2 separate regions of the Drosophila melanogaster genome follow, and region 1 is linked to region 2. Evidence: chromatin contacts called from public Hi-C data. All regions are on one chromosome and are shown on one strand. The core of a region is the stretch at or near the end of the contact, and the rest is flanking DNA. Distances in the headings are between cores, read along the strand shown.

Evidence for each region. A called contact is a pair of places that touch in the nucleus more often than the background predicts.
Region 1: a contact with region 2 is called in a Hi-C map of the Kc167 cell line, with 2.2 times the contacts expected there. A contact is called at or near these places in 45 of 107 Hi-C or Micro-C datasets (the Clone 8 cell line, the D17-c3 cell line, the Kc167 cell line and 15 more) and 1 of 7 datasets of targeted methods (the Kc167 cell line).

The regions. Positions count from the first base shown.
Region 1 is chr3L:14,049,803-14,057,327 of dm6, forward strand. Frl (Formin-like) reads left to right here and starts at 3,413. Exons shown (of 9, transcript NM_001144476.3): 1 at 3,413-4,541. The coding sequence starts at 4,266. It overlaps CG6833, which reads left to right and starts at 1,404. Exons shown (of 1, transcript NM_140432.5): 1 at 1,404-2,667. The coding sequence starts at 1,534. The coding sequence ends at 2,406. It overlaps CG13484, which reads right to left and starts at 3,277. Exons shown (of 1, transcript NM_140433.2): 1 at 2,626-3,277. The coding sequence starts at 3,194. The coding sequence ends at 2,739. Neurl4 (Neuralized E3 ubiquitin protein ligase 4) reads right to left here and starts at 90. Exons shown (of 9, transcript NM_140431.3): 1 at 1-90. It also overlaps asRNA:CR46067.
Region 2 is chr3L:13,997,429-14,004,902 of dm6, forward strand. It overlaps upSET (upSET,), which reads left to right and starts at 4,699. Exons shown (of 8, transcript NM_140424.2): 1 at 4,699-4,873; 2 at 5,765-5,987. Nprl3 (Nitrogen permease regulator-like 3) reads right to left here and starts at 4,452. Exons shown (of 3, transcript NM_168570.1): 1 at 4,362-4,452; 2 at 4,065-4,216; 3 at 1,952-4,005. The coding sequence starts at 4,198. The coding sequence ends at 2,307. CG17361 reads left to right here. Exons shown (of 1, transcript NM_140421.3): 1 at 1-627. The coding sequence ends at 410. It overlaps CG17359, which reads right to left and starts at 1,823. Exons shown (of 1, transcript NM_140422.3): 1 at 472-1,823. The coding sequence starts at 1,754. The coding sequence ends at 735.

The sequences.
Region 1 (7,525 bases), core at 2,163-4,662, 51 kb after region 2:
TCTCGGGCGCTGATGGAAAAATTCCGATGGAGTAGTCTGCAGTTTCCTAGATCTTCACAAAGCATTATGCATTATTTTCAAAGATGTGCCAAACTAAAATAAACAAATGAATATCCTTTTCGTATGACCGTTCATAGATGTAACAAAAATCTATACATTCAACGAACATATCGACTGTTTAGTTGAATGGCTTATCAGTTATTACACTGAAAACAAAGTTCGAGCTATATGTAATTAACAAGGTTTGCTCTTAATTCGCCTAATAAGAAAATACATTTATTTTCAAGTCTCCAAAATCTCCAAGCATCCAAAATTTCATATTCAATTTGAGTTTCAAATTAAAGCTAACTTTTTGGATAATCTTTTTCTAAAAACAGATCACTTGTACTGCAAAGAAATTAAAAACAAAAAACTTTAAACAAAATTATATTAGTTTTAAAACAGTTGTTCCCGGTCGGTTAGGCTAACCACGCTGCCTTCCAGCATCTTAAGCATGCTCTGTTGGACGGCCTCGCCGTGTCACCGGAGATGTTTAACTGGCAGTTGGTTTGAAAAGTTGGTTTGAAAACCTGGGAAGCTTTGAGGCTGAACTTGGCATTTTCTCTCGTCCGAAGTCTGGTCCCTGACGGATGCGACAGAGGAACTGTCGATTAGAGGCTGATCGTAAATTTCAATCAATGTTTCCAGTAGTTTTTGGGGCGACATCTTAATCAAATAATTTTCATGGTGGCCAAGTCAATTTCGCGAGCATACTGCAACTCATAAATAGTGAGGCGATCCTCCTGTTGAGCCATGTAATGCTGCAAACGGCATTCCTCAAATGAATAATCCTCGATGTGATTGGGAAAGTTGCCCAGGCCGCCGAAGGGGCCGAATGCAGATAGGGGCCACGCCCCGCTTTTCAAGTAAAGTTTTACTTCCTCGACGACCATATGCCTTAATGCGAATTAAGTAAGCTGCGCTTACTTGACATCTATGTGCTCCAGGATGCACTCCGAACGAAATACGCGGGAGCCAGTTTAAAACTCCTTGCATACGAACATCTTTATCAAGTGCGCACTTCGCAGTGGATATCCAAAACTTCAAGCCCAATCTCGAGTGTGCACATGCATATGTATAAAATCCGTTAGTTTGATATTTTTACGATTTGTTAAAATATAAAACCGCCATAAGTGATTTTAGAATATTAGTCAATACTCCCACATTTCTTCAATATTTTAATGAACTTACACTACTTCAACGTCTGAAACTGTAAATGAATAGCGATTTTTACGGTCTTATTTGTTCGAGCGATCAATGCACATATTATTGACGCAGTGAATGCGTTCACAGGCTACATAAGGCGTGATTGCTATTTACCTGCTGAACGCACCCATTGACACTGTTTAAATACCAAAAGCCCGTCGACAGTAATACTCCAGCAACCCCAAGACGGTCACACTGGTCGGTGTTACTAAAATAAAGAAACACATTTGTTATTCGAGATTGTCTTAAGCTGGATATTTATTTGGAATATATAGATGCCCCGACGCCATGTCCGCTACGCCACGCCAGAAGCAGTTCGACATGAATCGTAGCCGGGCCAATAACTTGGACAGCAGCAGAAGCGGGTCTGCCAACAACAAAAACACCACGGACAGCACGAAAAATGTGGTTTCCCCGCAACACAATCAACGCAAGCTGCAAGCCTCCATGGAGCGCCTACAGGTGCAACAGGTGAACACAAGTCGCCGGGCAGCCGGCTCCAACTGGATGGCCGCTGCTGGCGGTGGAGCAGCAGCAGCAGCTGGAAGTGAAAACCAGGATGCCAAGGCGACGGAGTCAGCACCACTAAGCAAATCGGCACGCATGCGCATGAAAAAGAAGGCACACCGCAATCGCATTTTGGCCATGGACTGCGAGATGGTGGGCGTGGGACACAACACACGGGACGACATGCTGGCACGCGTGTCCATCGTGAATCGCATGGGACACGTGCTGCTGGACAAGTATGTGAAGCCGCGAAAGGAGGTCACCGACTACCGCACCAGCGTGTCCGGCATTCGGCCGCAGGACATCGCTAACGGTGAGGACTTTGCCGCCGTGCAAAACGAAGTGATGAAGCTGATACATGGCCGCATTCTGGTGGGACACGGCCTGCGCAACGATCTTGCCGTACTGGGCATCCGCCATCCGTTCCATGACATTCGTGATACGTCGCATTATAAGCCGCTGTGCAAACTCATCTCTAATACCCACACGCCCAGCTTAAAACGCCTGACAAAGGCCGTTCTGGGTCAGGAGATCCAAACGGGCGAGCATAATTCCGTGGAGGATGCACGTGCCGCCATGGGTATCTACAATCGCGTTGCCGTCGACTGGGAGAAGTATCTGGAGAAGAAGCGGCATCAACAGCAGCACTATTAGCAGCTCACTCGGGGAGCCCCATTGCACTGAGGGGTGTTCCATTACGGTAGTCTTAAATTTTTAAGTATACACACGGGTTTCATTCACGTGAAACTGTTGCTTAAATGTATAAAATGTTACAACCTTAGCCATAGTTCTTTCTTGAAGGCATCGGAGCGGTTTTCAGCACGTAATGTGCCACTCAAAAGCAGGCTCGGATCTCATGATGAAACCATTTTTATGTTTACACATTCTTTTGTTTAATATCGGAAAGCTAAAATTAAAATTCTTTCTTTGCTTTGGGGAAATTATCCTACAGGGCTTAACTAGCTCTTAGTGTTGTATTCTACATTTTAGGAAGCCGCCACCTCTTTCGGTGAAGTTCGGCTAGTACTGGGTCCGTGGATGGCCTCGTGCCGTTCCATTAGCTCCCGCCAAGGATCCTCCAGCATGGAGGGATGAAAGTACTGGCCGAAGGAGCTGCCGCTCTGGTTTTGTTCCCTGTTCTGGTGGCTCCTCGGATGATCCCAGTTCTGTTGGTTCCTGCGATTGAAGCTGCCGCCGCGTCCGAAATTCCTGCCCTGACCGTAGGGCCGATGGCGCTGCGGCTCCTGTGGGGATTTGTTCTGGTAGAAATGAGGAACATTTTGCTGGCCCTGTTTGTCCTCGTAGAAGCCAACGTTTGGATTTTGTGGCTTCTGCTGGCCACCGAATTGCTGCGCTCTGTAATCCGCGGACTGCGATGGGTACTGGCCGCCTTGTGGGCAGTAGGGCGGCAGGTTGTTATAGTTCTTGCGAGGGGTGCTCATGATTGCAGTCGTTAAAGCTTATTTAAGCCAATAATGGCTTATTTCCTTGGATCCGAAATGTAAAACAAATGTTTTTTTATTTTAAGTGCGACCGTTGGCAATTACCACAAAAATGCATATTAATTAAATCAACTGGCTTAAAACTTTGCTAAGCGCAGTTTTCGGCACATTTAGGGTGTTTTCCCGCCAGTCTTTGGTTTCCGTGCGCAGACCCAGTTCGGTCACACTGTCCCGAATATTCGTGTAGCGCGGTTGTCGTGCGGTCGGTCGGCAAAATAAAGTGCATTTAACTGCAGTTGCTCTCGGTTCCCACACTTATCGCCCACAGACCGAGTCTAATGCGGTGTGTAAGGCAAATTGCAAGCAATTCGCACGTCCCTCGCTCGGAAAAACCTGCAAACAAAGCACAAGAGGCGTCGCCTGCCGCAGGAGCCTTTCATCGAAATCTGGTCCTTTGTCTGTGTTTGTGTGCCTGCATCCGTGTCTTGCTGTAGGTGTGTGTGTGTGTGAGTGCTAGTGGCTGTGTGCCTGTGTGAGTGCCGCCGTTGCACCACCAGCAACAACAACAGCAACAACAGTAGCAACAAATTGTGTTTTTGCTTACATTGTCAGAAAGAAGTAAATTAAATTATCAAAATTTTGGAACACAGCACTTTTTACACTTACTTTCAAAACAAAAAAAAAAAATAAATAAATTAAACAAAAAACAAAAAAGGCAACCAAAAATAAGAAAACACACGCCCGGAAAATAGTCACTTTCGATTGGCCAGTTGTTCTGAGCGTTCGATAGCAGAGAAACAGGCAGCAGCCGCTTTGGATATCTTCAACGGAATCAAAGAGCAACTTTCAAGTTGCCCGGAACGCACGCGTGCCCTTTGCCGGACTGTATGGGGTACCCTCTCGCTGTCCCTTAGCACTGCGCTCCAAGCGGCGACCATCGAGGACGCCATCGGCGGCGGAGGATCCGGATCCCGGGGATTACAGGATCCAGGGGGAGGAGGCGGCGGAGGAGGAGGAGGAGGCGGCTCCGTCTCCGGCTCGGTTTCGGGCTCTGGTCGCTTTGCCACCATAATGGGCGCCGTCAAATCGCGAACCATCACCAGCGCTGATGTGGACGCCGATGAGCAGCTGCAGCATCCCCATTCGCATGCGCACCATCACTCGATGCGCAATGGCCACCAGCACAACGGTTCCATCTCTAGCGGCACGCTGCAGAAACAGGATCTGCGCTACGACATCGGCTGCAGTTCCCAGTACCAACATGTCAGGCAGCCGAGCCTGCGGAGCCGGAGCCAGCAACCCATGCCCACCACAGATGAGCTGGACCGACGATTCGCCAAAGTGCTGGTAAGTTAATCCGAATACCATGACAAAAAAAAAACTTAGGTATTAAAATATGGCTTAAAGAACAATTTTATACTTTCATTAAATTCATTATAATTTGCTAAATTTTAGATATACAAATTTATTTATTTATTTTTACCTATTTTACGCTCCATGTACCATTCAAATCCTAAATGACAGGAAAGTCTCAAAGAAATATATTTCAAATATACATTTATACTTCAAAGATTTAAAAAATATAATTCCTTTCTGCCAAGTTTAAAAATAACGCCTTGTAGAATTAATTAACTAGCAATCCCTTTCCAAAAAGCATTGCATAGTTTTTGGCAAATAAAATTCCTTTCATTTATTAGCTTACAATATGTTTCATACATATATTTTGTATAACATACGATTTTAATATACATTTCTGTTTATGAACGAGTAAGCTATTTTGGGTGATCAGCTTGGTATCAAGAAATAAATTTAAATAAATAAATGGAAATGCGTAAATGGTTCTAGAATACAAATCTATCTGGAAAAATCTTTTTCACGCTGTTAAGCTTTAATAGTCGAATCGAATGTTTAGAAACAAATACACCCCCTCTTCTGAATCGGTGATATTTTTTAATACACTAGAAGAAATGTTTGTTTATGTTCAAAAATCCATTTGAAAAATTGAGTTTGCTTGGCGAATGTAGTAGCTGGTATATAGAAAGAAGCTTAAGGATTGGCTTCCTGCCCCAGCCCGTTTTTTTCCGCCCTCGCATTTGTTGCATGTGATTGATGACCTCATCGAGTGTGCGGCGACTTGTTCGCTTGAATTTTTGTCAGCCACACACACACACTTGTGGAAACGTGAGTGTTCGCTGGTGTTTGTGAGTATCTCTGAGTTTGTATCTGCGCCTCTCCCCAGTTCAACTCGATTCAGTCCCGTTCTGTTCTCCGCTCCGGCTTGCACAACTCCCCAAGCAGGGCACAGTGGAATGGGATCTGAATGGAAACTACCATATATACATATGTATGTGCTGAACACCTTAGCTATTCCCATGCTTAAAATTGCATTCAAAATATCATATTGCACGGAATTATTCGTAATATCTTATTGAAATCAAATATCGATAAGGTATCAGGACGAAAACCTTGATGACTAGCATGGTTTACAATTGGTTTATTAAGAAACAGCATCCTAGTTTTTAAATCAACCCCTTTTATTCTTCTTTTTATCATTTAATTTAAAGGATTTACAATGAAAGATCATAACTTTTTTAAGCCAAACTTTTAATACTCTCACCAAGGTTCGAAGGGCGTGTGCCTGTCGTCAGAATTCGTTTGTCATCCCACCAAATGCTTTTTTTCACCGAACAAGACTGCGTAATTAAGATTTTACGAGTAAACATATTGCCAAAAAATATAAATACATTAGTCAAGAATAGAGAAAAAAAAGCTCTCAGCGCTGACCGTCATAAAAGCGTAACGGATAGTGACCCACAGCCGCCATTTGATTCGCTTCCCTCCGCCCATCGTTCCCCCCTTTCTGAATAAGCCACTCCAATTCGGCATGCTAATGGCAATTAAAGCGAATTGATCGATTGTCGCCCTCTCTGTCGCACTCGAGTCACTCGCTGACTCACTGCTAACGCCGGCATGGGTCCGCTCGCCTGCCCTCCCTTACTCGCACTGCTTCTCGATGGGATGCGATGGGATGGGATGGCTTGGAGATCGCGGCTTATCTCTCTGGCGAGCTGAACAAAAGGGGTTGGCGAGAGCAGAACTCTTTATTTATATGGCGCAGCTTGAGTTCTCAGTTATCGGCAGTCAGTCAGTCAGTCAGTCAGTAATATGAGAAATGCTTCTCCAACGGGTTTCCCACTTATCTGCTCATTTTTGGCATTATGCCCATTCTCAAGATCTTTTGTTTTGATCTCAAGGTTGTAAATACTGTCCTCAGCATATGGAATGTTGTTTAAAGATAAAATATTTACTAGAGGATGTTCTTAATAAATTATTACGATCATTTTTATTTAATAAATATTGGATGATAACATTTTATCAACGTTTTGACAACAACTTGGCACATATTTTTTTTGTGTTTATTCCATAATTTCTCGATTTCTTTTTCGCACTGTATGATGTCATGGTTGTAACTTCTTTCGTGCGCATCTCGATAAGGAAGCACGATTTTTATTACTCTCATGCCATTTTTGGGGACACAAAATATTGATGCGTTTATTAAAGCCATTAAGAAATATAACAAAGTTCTTGCTTTCTTCCTTAATATAATTAGTATCCGTTCAAGGGCTAAAGTCAATGCTATCCAGAAATGCTATCATATAAATATGGTATGAAACTGATGAATTGTTTTTGAATGCAATATCTCTAATAGCCAGACAAAAATCCTTTTAACAACTCTTATCGCAGACTAAGAAGATTGCCATTATACCACAGTATTAGTATCTTATTATCCTTACTTACTTACTTATCCCAATTGATATTCATGTTAACACGCCTAATCTAAAACAAACCATAGCCATTCCGTTGTCAATTTCAAATCCAAAATATGATAATTCAAGGGTATTCCCGATATCGACAGACCTTAGATAGCATTTGCTATTCTTGCTCTATTGTTTGTTCAAAATTCATTGCCTTCTTTTCGCACTCAAAGTGTGTGTGTGTTTTCGTCTGTTTACCTATGCCTGTTACTTGTTTTTTTTTTTTTCATTTTTCGCCCCTCGATATTGTGTTTGTTTGCCATTTCGGTGGCATTGTGGCATTGCTGGAGGTGCTGTGCCGGGCCCTGGTGGCCTCGCCCTTGCCTTGTGTCTCCGGCTTGGCTTAATTTGTGTTTACCTTAATTTAGGCAAAAGTGCTGCTCGCCGATGGCCCATTGGCATTGAAGTGGACTTGACTTGGCGTACCGGAGACTGGCAGATCCAATGCGCCAATGTCCGTGCAGTCGGCTTCCGAACGACAGCAATTGCTTGTCTGATTCATTGTTTAAAAATAGC
Region 2 (7,474 bases), core at 3,449-5,948:
TCTGCAGCGCATATCCAGTGGATACCGGGGACGGCTTTCCGCTGAAAATTTGCGAACCGTGCCTTATTAAATTGCGTGAGGCCTTGAGATTCAGGAGACGCTACACAAGGACCATGGAATACGTGGCGCGCGTGAAGAGGGAGCAAAGCGACAAGGAGACATGCGATCTCCTGGAGGCCGAGGATTGGGATTTTACGGATCGCATCAAGAGCGAGGAGGAGGAGGAGGAGGACGATGGGGACCGGAACGATAAGCAGCCGAAGAAGGAGACTCGCAACGAGGTGGATAAGAGGCGGCCCTTCAAATGCACCGACTGCCAAAAAAGTTTCACCGGCAAGGCCCAGTTGACCATGCACAGGCGCACCCACACCAAAGGATCCACAAGGACCAGACGAAAAGCTCTTAAATAGTCCTTGGCAACGCTTGGCAAAATGTAGCCAACTAAAATAGTAATTAATCATCTTGTATCATCGTTTTAAAAATAAGTTCGATATATTTTTAAAGTAGAAACAAGTTAGCGACTAATAATGAAAGTACATATGGAGTGTAGTTTTAAAAACAATTTCATGTTCTCATATTGACAATAAGATAATAAAGAAATGATAATCGGATCGATTCACAACAGTTTTTAAGCAGCTTTCTCACTTTGGTTGCGATTACTAGCTTTGTCGATTTCAAACAAGAAATTATTATATGGACATTCAATATATGAAAATACCTTTAACAAATCTTAACTATTTAAACTTATTTCTTTTTGTTTCTTGGCTGCTCGTCCGTCGCTTCCCTCGCGTGTGTGCTGACATGTGTTTTTGTAGGCCGTTTAGTTGCTTGAAGCTTTGCTGACATTTGGAACATTTGAACGGCTGTTCGCCAGTATGAGTCCGGGTGTGGACTTGCAGTTGCCCAACTTGCCGGAAGCGCTTGGGGCAGTTCGGACAACCGAAGGGACGCTCGCCGGTGTGACAACGTGTGTGGCTCTGCAGGTTGCCCTTCTGGGCAAAGGATCGCGGACATAGGGAGCACTTGTAGGGTCGCTCGCCAGTATGTATGCGCATGTGAATCTCTAGGTTTTGTTTTTGGGTGAACGACTGTGTGCAGAGCTTGCACCGATATGGTCCGGGAACCCTTTTCGGTTTGCCCCGTTTTGAGGCGTTCCAGATTTTATCATCATCTTCGTGTTCAAGCTCACTATCCGGGCTCCATGAGTCATTGTCCGAGTAGGATCTCGCCCTCCTCTTGGACTTATTGTGTGGCGTCTTTGCTGGAGAATAACTTTGCGCGAGCTTATGCTCATTGTTGTCTGGAAGAGGAGAAGATATTGGCTTCGGCTCTGGAGGCATGTACTTAACCTGCACAAGCTCAACTAAAAGAGGTTCGGATGTCTCCGGCGTTTTACCAGCTTCCATTACCGAGACCGGCATCTGTGGTTCTATGTTATCCCCTATATTCAGGCAATACTCTATATCGTCCAGCTCCTTCATCATCAGACGCAGCTGTTCAAAGTACTGATGGCTCTTTCGGCATTGCCGTCTTAGCCGATAGGCATTTCTTACGGCCTCCGCACACTCCACGCAGATGAACTGCGGCATTCCGTCCTCCTTATGCACGCTGCATCCGCTGCATTCCCTCAGCATTGTGGCCAAGACCGGCTCCTGCTCCTGGACCCGATTGGAGGAGGCATATGGCTCTGTATATATATCCAACAGGCAGTCGGATTCGTCCCTGCAAACGCGGCACATTTGCGAAATGTCCATCGTGGCCGAGCTCCAGAGTTTCGTAGGCAGGATCAAAAATATACAATATCAACAAAATGCAACTATTAAAATACCAATCACTGGAATATACCAACAAAAAAATACCGAATAATCAGCTGTGCTTCGCATCTTATTAATTTATCAGCTTTGATTTATGATTTAAAGTTGTTTTTTTAAGTTAAAAATGGGTTTTTCGTATTTTTTAAATATTTTATTTTAATCTGGCTCTTAGAGCATCAGAATATTCCCCACTTATCGATATACCTTAAAGCTGTACAATGGGCGCGAAGCTTAAAATGTAACGCTGTTTTGAATATGAGTAATTTTTTGAATTTGTATGAAATCACGGAAAAACATAGTTTGACAATAATTGAATTGAACTTAAGAACTTGCTTGTACAAATAAATAACAAAATATGTAGTCTACAAGCGTAAATTGATTTGCTTCGCAAACTTTACAAAATTAGATGCATACCTATTTTATAGATTATATTCAAAAACTAAACAAAAACATTCAACATTAAAATCTAGGAATGCAAATTCGTCCCAAACTCTACTTGGTATTGTACATGGATGCAATTGCAGGATCTTCGGTTTCGTAAATGATAAGCACATCCCTGAATTTATCAAGCAATTGCAGCAGTTGCGAACGTCGCAGGTTCTCGAAGTACATGATCTCCTCCAGATGATGCTCGCTCTTAAAGTAACCCATCTGATACAGCTTCACAAGCAGAGATAGATCATCCACGTTGGCAGAGGCGGGAATTCGACGGATGGCGGCTCGATCCGCATCGCTGAAAACCTGTAGCAGCTCCTTCAGCTTCTGCTCATCCTCCATGGAATCGAGGCTGTCGCAATTGTCCGTGCTCATCGAGGCGGTGATGCTGAAATTGGACTTGTGGCTGGATGATGGCTGCACGGCGATGTTGTCCGAGGCCAGTGATGAATGGTCCTCGGACGCCTCACGACGATGTCCGCCCACCAATACCGCTGGCACTGGCAACGGATGACTGGACATGCTAAGCATGGAGCCATGCAACTCGTCCGCATCTGGTTCTTGGTCTCCTTCTTCATCGCTAATGGCATCCCTTAGATGGTTGCTGCAGGAGGCCGAATCTCCGAATTCATCCTCGCTGGGCATAAACTGAACGTACGTGTGCAACTGCATGAGCAAATGGTGCTGCAGCATCCAAATCACCATTTGTGCGAGGATACCCTGTCGCGCTGGCTGCTGCAGTGGCGTGGTTAAGTGTCCAATTGAAGTGGGCAATGAAAAATCGGAGATCACCTCGAACAGCGACATACCGGCAAAACGGGCCGAGAACTTCTCCACCAGGTGGGACTTGGTGTGCAATGGTGCATCCGGCGCGATCACATAGACATTTGTCTCGCAGAGTGGATAAATAATAGTTGCCTTAGCCCAGTAGACCAAATGCGAGACGAGCTTATAAACATGCTCGATACTCAAGTCTGCATTGGAGGACATGCTCTGCAGACTGATCAGTGGGTCGTAGACGTCGACTAGCTGCCATAGCATGCGTGCCCCAGTCGGTGGAACGCAGTCCAACAATTCGGCAAAGTCGACCAGCAGCAACATGCCATGATAGGGCTTCAGTGCACGAAGGCACCGATCTATGGTCTCTGGATCCACCATGCTGCCCTTCTTATGGAGCTGGTGTGCCTTAGCGGGCAGACAGAAGCACAACGTTAGGTTGTGATTCAGCGAGGTACTCAGCAGTCCAGTGGTGCATAGATCATGGAAGATGGAGCGCAAGGCCTGTGCCAAGCTGCAGCGCTCTGCAATCAGCTCCAGTGTGCGTTCCAGCGGCTGTTGCTGCTGCTCGTCGTGTGTGCGAGCCATTTGAGCCGTCTGCTCGGTGAGATAGCCACTGCGCTGCTCCTCGAACTTCAGCGCCAGTCCAAGGCGCTTGCTCAGTTCGTGGTAGCACTTAACAATCGAGTAGCTGGCCTGTGCATGCAGCGCAAAAACAATGTTGATGAGCATCTGTTGCTTGGCCATTGGACCACTTCTCTGCTCCTTTTGCGGTATCAGAGTGGGATGACTGACAAAGCGTACGTCGTTCAGTTTGAGTTCAAACTTTTGGTTGCATAGCTGTGGTTTAACAGCAAACAGAGCGGACAGGACCTCATCTGCGAATCCCTGCAGTTGTCCTTGGCTCTTGGCAGCACCCAAGTGGGTGGGTGTCTGCAGCAGATCGTCCGTATTGGCCACGGCATAGGGATTGCGCTTTCTGTGATTGAATAAATCGGTATAGTCAAGCTGAGTGCCCTTTGAATTAATAGGTAGTACCTGGACTTCCGCTGCTCGTCGTTGGCCACCTCCGTTTGGCCGAGAGTCTGGTACGGATACCTGTACAGTAACCGATCCCCCTTGCTATCGAAGTAAACCAGGATTACGGCCAGGGGATTCACATTAGTTTCCATGGCACACAGACACTTCCCCTTTTATGTAAATTAAAATATGAACATTTGCATTATCAACTGGGGTCAGGGTCAACAAATAGTTGGCTATGTTTTCAAAAATACTTTATAAATCGTAGTTTGCTACAGAAACTACCTCAACAACTCTTTATTTATTTATTAGTACCTCAATTTGACTTCATTGAGAAATGGAAGCAAAGTAAATAAATGTAAAATATAAAATATATTTACAGCAGTGTGGCTCTCTTTTAGTTTGCATAAAATACCAAAAACTTATTTAAAATAGTAGTCATGTCAGTTTTCATTTTGCAGGCGAAACAATAATATAAATGCAACGCAATGGAATTTTTTTAAATCGTTTAAATTTACCATAGATACCTTAGATAATATATTCAAAAACTAAAAAATACTAAACGAAAAACGGTCTTACTATATAAATAAATATATATCGGCAAGGCTAATAGTATAGGATCCCTGGTCGAGCGATAACGATCTATCGCTCCGCTGTAGTGTGACCGTCTTCGGTTGGTCAGTCTCTAATTTTTTAGAAGCGGAAAGTTGTGAGCAAAACGTGTGGAAATTGTGCTCGAAACGTCAACAAAAAATTTGTGAAAATAACTGGGAGCGTAGTATGCGAACGCGGCAATCGCAGAACTATGAAATTCCCCTGTGAAACATGTTAGTTTGGCTGTAAAAGCACTTTTAAAAATGACGATTTCTTATTAGCGTGTTGGAAAAGAGGAAAACACACACATTGTGAGAGGCAAAATACGTGCGGATCGTAGGTGGGAGCGAGACGACGCTAAACGTGTACTAGCCGCGGTCTATATATACATATATATAATATTTGTGTGAGTGTAGGAGAGGTATAACTAATTCTACAAAAAAATATAGTTTACTTGGCTGAGTGGTTCGCTTCTGAATTAGTTTCGCACTCTTCGGCAGTATGGTGGCCAATAAGTTAATTTCAACTAATTGTCATTTACTTGTAGGTTTGTTTTTCTACTATGTCTTCGTTTCTGTATCTATTCCTTGTATTTTGGAAAATAGGATTAATAAGTGCCTAAAATGTAAATAGCTTGTGGTTAAATAGTTAATAACATAACTATTTTACTTTTTGTGTATATGTGCGCCAACATCCGTGTGTATAGATTTTACACATACCTACGTAGAAAGGCATGCACAGATATACGTTTGTGTGGGTATCAACGAATAGGCGGAAAGGCGAAATCGAAATATGTACGTACAGCATTTCGGAATGGCCAGGCGCAGTAGTAATAGGCTAAACAGGGAAACAGCGCAACACAAAAACCAAGAAGAAGAAGCAGGGCAGGCGAACAAAATAAAATAGGCGATAATAGTCAGTTGGCATGTCTTGTCCATAGGCTAGAACGGTCACACTAGCTATATGGTCTGCTCAAACCGACTGGTCGTCTCGCTCTTACACACGTCTTAAGCAATCCCAGTTTATGTGTTTTCCTGCGCGTTTTGTCTTCTGCTTCTTGTGCCATACGGTATTAATAATAATAAAATTGATTAATCAAAGTAGAAACATTTTAATTTGTGCAGGTAGTAAACGTTCGAAACAACGTCGCGCCATCACTTAAATGCTGCAAATCAACAATGTGCAACGGAACAAAAAAGAACCAGTGTTAAAGTGTATACAAATTTAATTTGTATTTATAAAATTGAAATATAAAGTTTCGAAATAAAAAATAAACCACGTAGCTTGTCGTTAAATTAAATTAAGTTGTGCAAAATGAAGTGAAAATTCAAAATAACAGAGTAAACGGTGAGTAAAACTAGTGTGTGTGTTTGTATGTGAGTGCGCGCCCAAATCGGAAATATTTTGAATCGAAAAATATACAGTCGAATGGGTTATACATATCTATTGGATCACATATATATGAAATTCAGATTTTATTTTGAGTCGAGCCAGTTAAATAAATATTTCATTTGTTGATGCGTCGATTTTGTATGGTTTTTTTTTTTGCATACTGTGTGTCGCCATATTTGATTGCATATTCTTTTTTCAACTAACCGTCAGTATAGCGTGCTCGCTCGCACAGCTTTGCGGGTTCATTTGTTTTGCTTTCGATTCCGTTTTGTGCAACGTGAAGGTAGATGTGCGTATTATGCCCCTCGCACAGAGTTGCCAACCCGAAGCAATTGTTTTGTTAAATTTCAAGTTGTTTTTAGTTTGTTTTGCTCGAGTTTCTAAGGAGATTATCTAAATCAGTATTAAAATCATATTTCGATTTGGCACACCCCTCCGCATTTGGATTGCAATGTGTATGCCGTGCAGTGTTTTTGTTGTCTCTACCAAAATTTTGACATGCGCATCAGCTAGTCGGAAAAACTTAACAACAAATCGACCGCAAAGTGAAATTAAAGTTGATGAGAATTAGTTGAACGATATCGACGACGCCATGTTGTTCCCATTATCCAGAATGTTAGCACAGAGCTATATAGTTTTTATTTTATTTTCTTTCGCCCTGTTTTCGTCAAACTTTTTATTGCGTGCTCCAGCGTTTACACGCCTGTACGCCGTGAAGTTGGCCGCAGTTAACATAGCTAAGTGTTAGTGTGTGTGTGGGGAGAGCTATGGTGGTCTCGCTCTCGCTTACAGGCATTGCTCGAATGTTCCTGTTCTGCTCTTTGCGCATACGTGATTTTTGCAATTGTTATTTATGCCTTGTGCTTTGTACGCGCGAATTTTCGCCACAAAATGAAAGCAAAAGTTGATAGACAACTTTTTGCCTGCGCTCGGCTTTCGTTATTTTCTGCGCAGCGCAGACAAGACCATCGTCAAAATATTATTTCGCGAAAGCTAAGCCATTCGATAATTTCAAAGGTTGTCGCGGAACGAAACCAAACCGCCACAACCCCCTAAAACCACCTCCCAACCCCACAGATTTTTTTAATGGTGTAATATCCATAATAAAATCCCATGCAGTCTCAATTCTTGATTAGTAATTGACCGAATTAGACGGACCAGAACTAGCGAGCAAGTGAATTAAAATAAGACGCAATTAAAGTTGACACTTTGTAGCTGGTATGCAAAAACTAAAACCCATTTTACGCTTGGCGACTGTTTCAATGAAAGTACAGCCAAAGCAATGCCCCTGATATTGTGCAGTCACGTAGTCCATTGGTCAACAAGCTAATATGAGCAGCATTACTATTTTTAATTGTAGGTTCATTTTTATTCCGTAGATCACAATAGGAGTCTTTCTCTTTTCGACTCACTCGTTTAGATGTGTGCGTCTGCGAGCCTCG